Regions from separate parts of the Sus scrofa genome. Here region 1 is linked to region 2. The links are chromatin contacts, called in public HiChIP or PLAC-seq maps. All regions are on one chromosome and are shown on one strand. Each heading gives the region's core, a stretch centred on a gene start, on an enhancer-like site or on the middle of the called end of the contact. The rest is flanking DNA. Distances are from core to core; before and after follow the strand shown.

Region 1 (2,717 bases), core at 198-2,697, 230 kb before region 2:
GGAGGGAGGGGCACTCGCCCCCCGCAGCCTTTCACAAAGGGCAGAGCTTAGGTGTGTGGAACAGCTTGGAAGCCCAGTTTCAAAAGCACCTCCTTGGCTGGAGGAGATTGAGAGATGGTGATGATTAGAAAATGCTGTTTAGGAAAAGAAACTCGCAAATTCAGGGGAAAACACAAACAGAGGAAAACAGAGGTACGGGGCAGGGAGTTTAGGCTCCCACACAGGTGTGGGCTGGAAGCGACGGGGGAGGCAGGGGGAACACGTCCTCCCGCAGGGCAGGGAAGGGGCACCAGCAGAACACTTGCTCTGGAGCCTCAGGACCCCGTGGCCACGTGTGACCGAGTGGCACCAGGACCTTCACGACCGACCGCGTGGCCCTTACTGGCTGTCAATCTGCTCCTGCCGCAGCGCGATGCTGCCCTGCTCCTCCAGCAGGTTCTCCCGGGAGGCTGACTGGGCGGGGTCCAGCTTCTTCACGTACGCAGCCGGCACGAAGCCCTGCCGATCGTTCACTTCCACTTTCCACCAGTCCTGAGGGGCACAGAGAGACTCGAAAGCAAATTCCTTCCCGAGAATCCAAGGAGGCCTGTGTGTACGTGCGTGCATGCTCGCACGTATACACCAAAGACAGCTCTAGTCACGTCAGAGGATCCTGTGACAGCACCAAAGTCCCTCGCACGAGACCTGCAATTTCCGTCAAGTACAGAGAAGTGAAGCAGCCCTGACGCCGAGCAGCAAGGCCGGCCTCTCTGGGCTCAGACGCCCTAGCACCACGCTGACGCTGCAGCCACGAGCCACGTTGAAGTGAGTGAACTCGGATAAACACTCCGCTGCACTCAGCACATCTGAAGTGGTTCGTAATCAGCCAGGCCTAGTAGCTACTGCAGGCCCAACACAGATCCTAAAACCCCGCCACCTCGGAACGTTTCCCTGGATGACGCTGCTCTCGAGTAAACCAGGGCCAGGCCAGAAGGTTAGTTCAGGCTGAGAGGCAACAGAAAGACCCCGATCAGACTTCCTCGGACGCTCCTGACTGGCTCAAACTGAGGTGGGGGCCAGGAGGTTCTCAACACTGGCCAAAGACACTTCTCCAGCCTCGACCGAGCCGGGAGGCAGCATCTCTCAGGATCCATCAAGTGACACCTGGCACATCTTGGCCTCACTCCAGGACCAGGGAAGCGAGGCCGATGAACCAGGCAGCGTTTGACTTTGAGAAGATGGAGGCTGGGGGGACGGCAGAGCTGTCTTCAGTCGCCTGCCATGGCCGTGAAGGCCAGCCAGAGACCCAACAGGTGCAGGCTAGGGAGAGGAGGGCTTTGGCTCAGGAGAAGACATTCCACCAGGAGGTGGTCAACGGTGACAAGAGCCACCCTTGAGAGTGAGTCCCCGAGCCACCACACTAGCTGTCAGGCGTTTAAACACGCACAAGTGAAAGAGGATAAACCCACAGGAAGTGGGAAGTTGACTAAGAGCTGTAGTAACTTCTGACTCTCAGCCGGCCTCCTCCCGGGCACTGCCGCCAGCGGAGCCGCCGGACAGCCCCCGGCGGCCGCCTCTCCACTTGCCTTGTTGGTGCTGTTGAGCAGGGTGAGGATGTCCCCCTTCTTCATGGTGACCTCCCGAGGACTCTTCTCCTGATAGTCGTAGAGCGCCAGCACCAGCTCCTTCCCGGTCTCGTCATCCATGGGGGCCACTTGTTGCTAAAAATCCAAAGGAAGGGCAGACACGGTTCACGGATGTCCCCACTGGTCATCTGTGCCCGGGACGGGCTCCCGTTCCAGCAGTTGTCCCAAGTTTACCAAACATGCGGTGAGAGTTCTCTGAAGCTACCGCTAAAATCCAATTCTGGAAGTTCAGCTGTCTGGCATCTTTAAGGTGACAAGAACAGCGCCTACGACTGCGACACTTGCTGCCAGCTACTGGGTCCTTTAGCTTCCTCGGACTCCAGCCCCCTCCCTGGGATTCGCAGCTGCTGAACCTAAGGGCACACTCACCCGGCAAGACTGAGCCTGCTCTCGCAGGGCCTGGATGCTGCTGCCATAGGCGCTGAGATCCGACATGAGAGCCTCGTGCTTCTTCAGCAGAGCCTGAGACGGAAACCCCATGGAGACCCTGAGCAGCGAGCCCAGCCCCCGCCACCCCCAACGCCTTCTGCCTCTGAAATCTATTCAGTTACCCGGTGATTTGTTCACTTCCCTCTCTCCCTCTTTTTCTTTTTGCTTTTTAGGGCTGCAGGTGTGGCATGTGACGTTCCCAGGCTAGGGGTCGAATTGGAGCTACAGCTGCCAGCCTACACCACAGCCACAGCTAGAAGGGATTCAAGCCGTGTCTTCGATCTACACCACAGCTCACGGCAACACCGATCCTTAACCCACTGAGCGGGGCCAGGGGTGTAACCTGCATCCTCATAGGTACTATTCGGGCTTGTTAGCCCTGAGCCACGATGGGAACTCGCCCCTCTCTTTTGGATAAACACTTAATTCAGAGGAAATGATTTCTATCGTTATCTTTCTTTTGGCCACGCCTGAGACACGTGAAAGTTCCAGGGCCAAAGACTGAACCTGCACCATAGCAGTGACAATGCCAGGTCTTTTAATCACTAGACCACCAGGGAACTCCTCTGTCATCTTTTTTTTACCCGGCCCTTACCTAACTATGCAACCCTTGAAACACAAACCGGGACACAGAGACACATCGCACTCATCAGTGGAGCCACC
Region 2 (2,700 bases), core at 158-2,657:
GGCTGGTGGCTTCAGCTCTGATTTGACCCCTAGCCTGGGAACTTCCATAGGCTGCAGGTTCGGCCTTAAAAAGACAAAAACCAAACAAACAAAACCAAAAACAACTCATTGAATGAATGAACTTCAATGCCCAGATAACCCCAGCTTTCGAGGTAAGAGTTTTCTCTTCGTGCCTTTCCCAGCCCACTCCTCTCCATGTCCCTTTCTTACTCCATCCAGCCCTCCCCTCTGCACCCCTCCCCAGACCCAACTGCACCAAGAACATTAGCTCATCAAAGCCCCACTTTAAGCTATAAGGACCTTGCATTCCCTGGGGCCCAGGAATATGCTTAAAACACACCTGTGTAACATCATATCAATGAGCTGGCGTTTGTCTACTTCATTATAGCCAGGAAACCAGCTTTTATATCTGTGATCCTTTGTGAAGGGGTCTCAGCAGAGATGATTTTACCTGCTTTGTTTATTTTTTTCCTTTGGCCGTGCCCAAACCACTGCATTGACAATGCTGGATCCTCAACCCCCTGAGCCACCAGGGAACTCGTAGCTTCCCTACTTTGCAGATGAAGAAACCGAGGCCTGCGGAGGGCCAGCCTCCTGCACCTGTCTCCACATGGCATGGCTGGCTGAGCTTCAGCTGTTTGGCTACAGAATTAAAAGAAACAGGAGTTCCCGTCGTGGCGCAGTGGTTAACGAATCCGACTAGGAACCATGAGGTTGCGGGTTCAATCCCTGCCCTTGCTCAGTGGGCTAACGATCCGGCGTTGCCGTGAGCTGTGGTGTAGGTTGCAGACGCGGCTCGGATCCCGCGTTGCTGTGGCTCTGGTGTAGGCCGGTGGCTACAGCTCCGATTGGACCCCTAGCCTGGGAACCTCCATATGCAGCGGGAGCGGCCCAAGAAATAGCAAAAAGACAAAAAAAAAAAAAAAAAAAAAAAATTAAAAAAAACAAAAACCCATACCCACAACCATCTCATCATCTGATTTTCTCTGCAGTGTCCAGTCAGACCCTGACTAACCGCCTCCTTTGAGCCCTTTATCAGGCGGGGTGGGACTTATCTGGAGGTGGGCCCCACATTAGTCACTCCAAAGAAGTTCCTGTCTACATGAGATGCAGATCAGGCTGCTACCGGGGCTGGGGAAGTTGCCTAAGAGAAATAACCATCACGTGGGTGGCTGGGTGTGATGGGTGGGGTGGTGGGCTGTCCTGGGGCCCCTAGCCCCCTTGTGGCCTGCAAAGCAGCCTGCAGTCAAAGTGACTCCCTGCCCAGCACTGTTCTGTGGTCCCCACCCCCAACCCCTACAGGTACTTCCTGAGCCCCCAATAAATCAGAAGCAAGAGGAGACCCAAGAAGGCCAAACAGGCTACGCTCCTGCCTGGTAAACCAGCTGGGCAGGTAGCTGGTGCCAAGGCGGAGGGTGGAGCCACAGGTCAGCTCCAGCCCAGGAGTAGGGCTAATGAATGCCAGGGCCTGTGAGAGGGCTCTGGGGAGAAGTCAGATAAAATCCCATGTTAGTTTTTTTTTTTTTTTTTTTTTTTTTTTGCTTTTTAGGGCCACACCCATGGCATATAGAAGTTCCCAGGCTAAGAGTCAAATCAGAGCTGCTAGCCCCTGGGAACTTCTATATGCCATGGGTGTGGCCCTAAAAGGCAAAAAAACCAAACAAACAAACAAAACAAACAAACAAACAAACAAAAAAACCAAAAACACACAGGCCTGTTCCAATCAGAATCCCGAGGGAGGGGTTAGAGTCACAGATCTTTTTCTGATGATGAAAGATCTGATTGTAAAAACTTCCCCTTCTGAGTCTGCTCCTTTGCTTCCTGGGGAAAGTGACTCAACCTCCCTGAGCTTCATTTGCCTCACCTGGGAAACGGGGCTACCATGTACCTCTCAGGGCTGCATCAGGAGCACTTGCAGTCATGCTGAGCACTGCGCTTGGAGCCTGGCGCAGAGCCTGTGCTCCCAGGGTTGACTGCTGATCTCCTGGATTCTGGGACAAACACAAGGGGTTGAGGGAGCTCCAGGCCAGGAGAAGGACCTGCTCCTGTTCAGACCTGGGAAGGGAGCAAAGCCTCCTGCTCAGAGGGACTAGGAGAGAGGGGCCAAGGCCAAACTTAAGGTCAAGGCTATTGGTGTCTGGCCACTAGCCTGGCCTCTAGGTACAACTAGGGCCTTGGGCAGGTACAACTTCTAAGAAGCACAGCAGAGATTTGTGGCTAAGACCTTGGGTTTAAAGGTTCAGAGAGTTCTGGGTTCAAGTTTGGACTCCTTTTTATTAAGGCATGACCTTGGGTGAGAGACTTGAGAGAGACCGAGCCATGGCTGGGAAGGCAGGACAGCTCACCTGGAGTCAGCTGCTTGTGGGAACTGTGACCTTGAGCGAGTCACTCCACCGCCCCATCCTCAGCCTTCGCTTGGAAACGAGGTTACTCCACTTACGCACACTCCAGGTGGGAGGGGCCAGGGAGACGAGGGCTCCATGAGGACACACAGGATTTCACAAATCAAGCCCTCAAGCCTTCTCTGGGGCAGCCTTGGGCTTATGACTGGTTTGGGTGGTGATGGTCAACCTTTCACCTGGTTCCCTGCCCATCTGAGCTTTCATCACAGCGCCTCCAGACATCAGAGTTGGGGGCCCATGGGATGCGGGCCTGGCCTTCCTCCCCTCCCCCAGATGTGTCCTCTTCTGAGCAAGCTAA

The links. HiChIP or PLAC-seq counts read pairs in DNA pulled down with a chosen protein or histone mark.
Region 1: an H3K27ac HiChIP or PLAC-seq map of alveolar macrophages shows a contact between it and region 2. The contact joins two enhancer-like sites. A contact is called at or near these places in 1 of 5 promoter capture datasets (fetal skeletal muscle) and 1 of 2 datasets of contacts at active chromatin or transcription factors (alveolar macrophages).

Annotation. Positions count from the first base shown.
Region 1 is chr1:268,966,026-268,968,742 of Sscrofa11.1, reverse strand. It overlaps SPTAN1 (spectrin alpha chain, non-erythrocytic 1), which reads right to left. Exons shown (of 59, transcript XM_013993907.2): 22 at 1,995-2,087; 23 at 1,566-1,700; 24 at 383-531. Among named protein-coding and RNA genes, the nearest start is that of SPTAN1, 31 kb to the right of the region's middle. Within about 2 kb of position 1,447, at least 4 of the 83 cell types and tissues checked have an H3K27ac peak or open chromatin away from gene starts, as enhancers often do. A contact at or near this core is called in alveolar macrophages, where this site is marked.
Region 2 is chr1:268,731,143-268,733,842 of Sscrofa11.1, reverse strand. No RefSeq gene overlaps it. Among named protein-coding and RNA genes, the nearest start is that of GOLGA2, 11 kb to the right of the region's middle. Within about 2 kb of position 1,407, at least 17 of the 83 cell types and tissues checked have an H3K27ac peak or open chromatin away from gene starts, as enhancers often do. A contact at or near this core is called in alveolar macrophages, where this site is marked.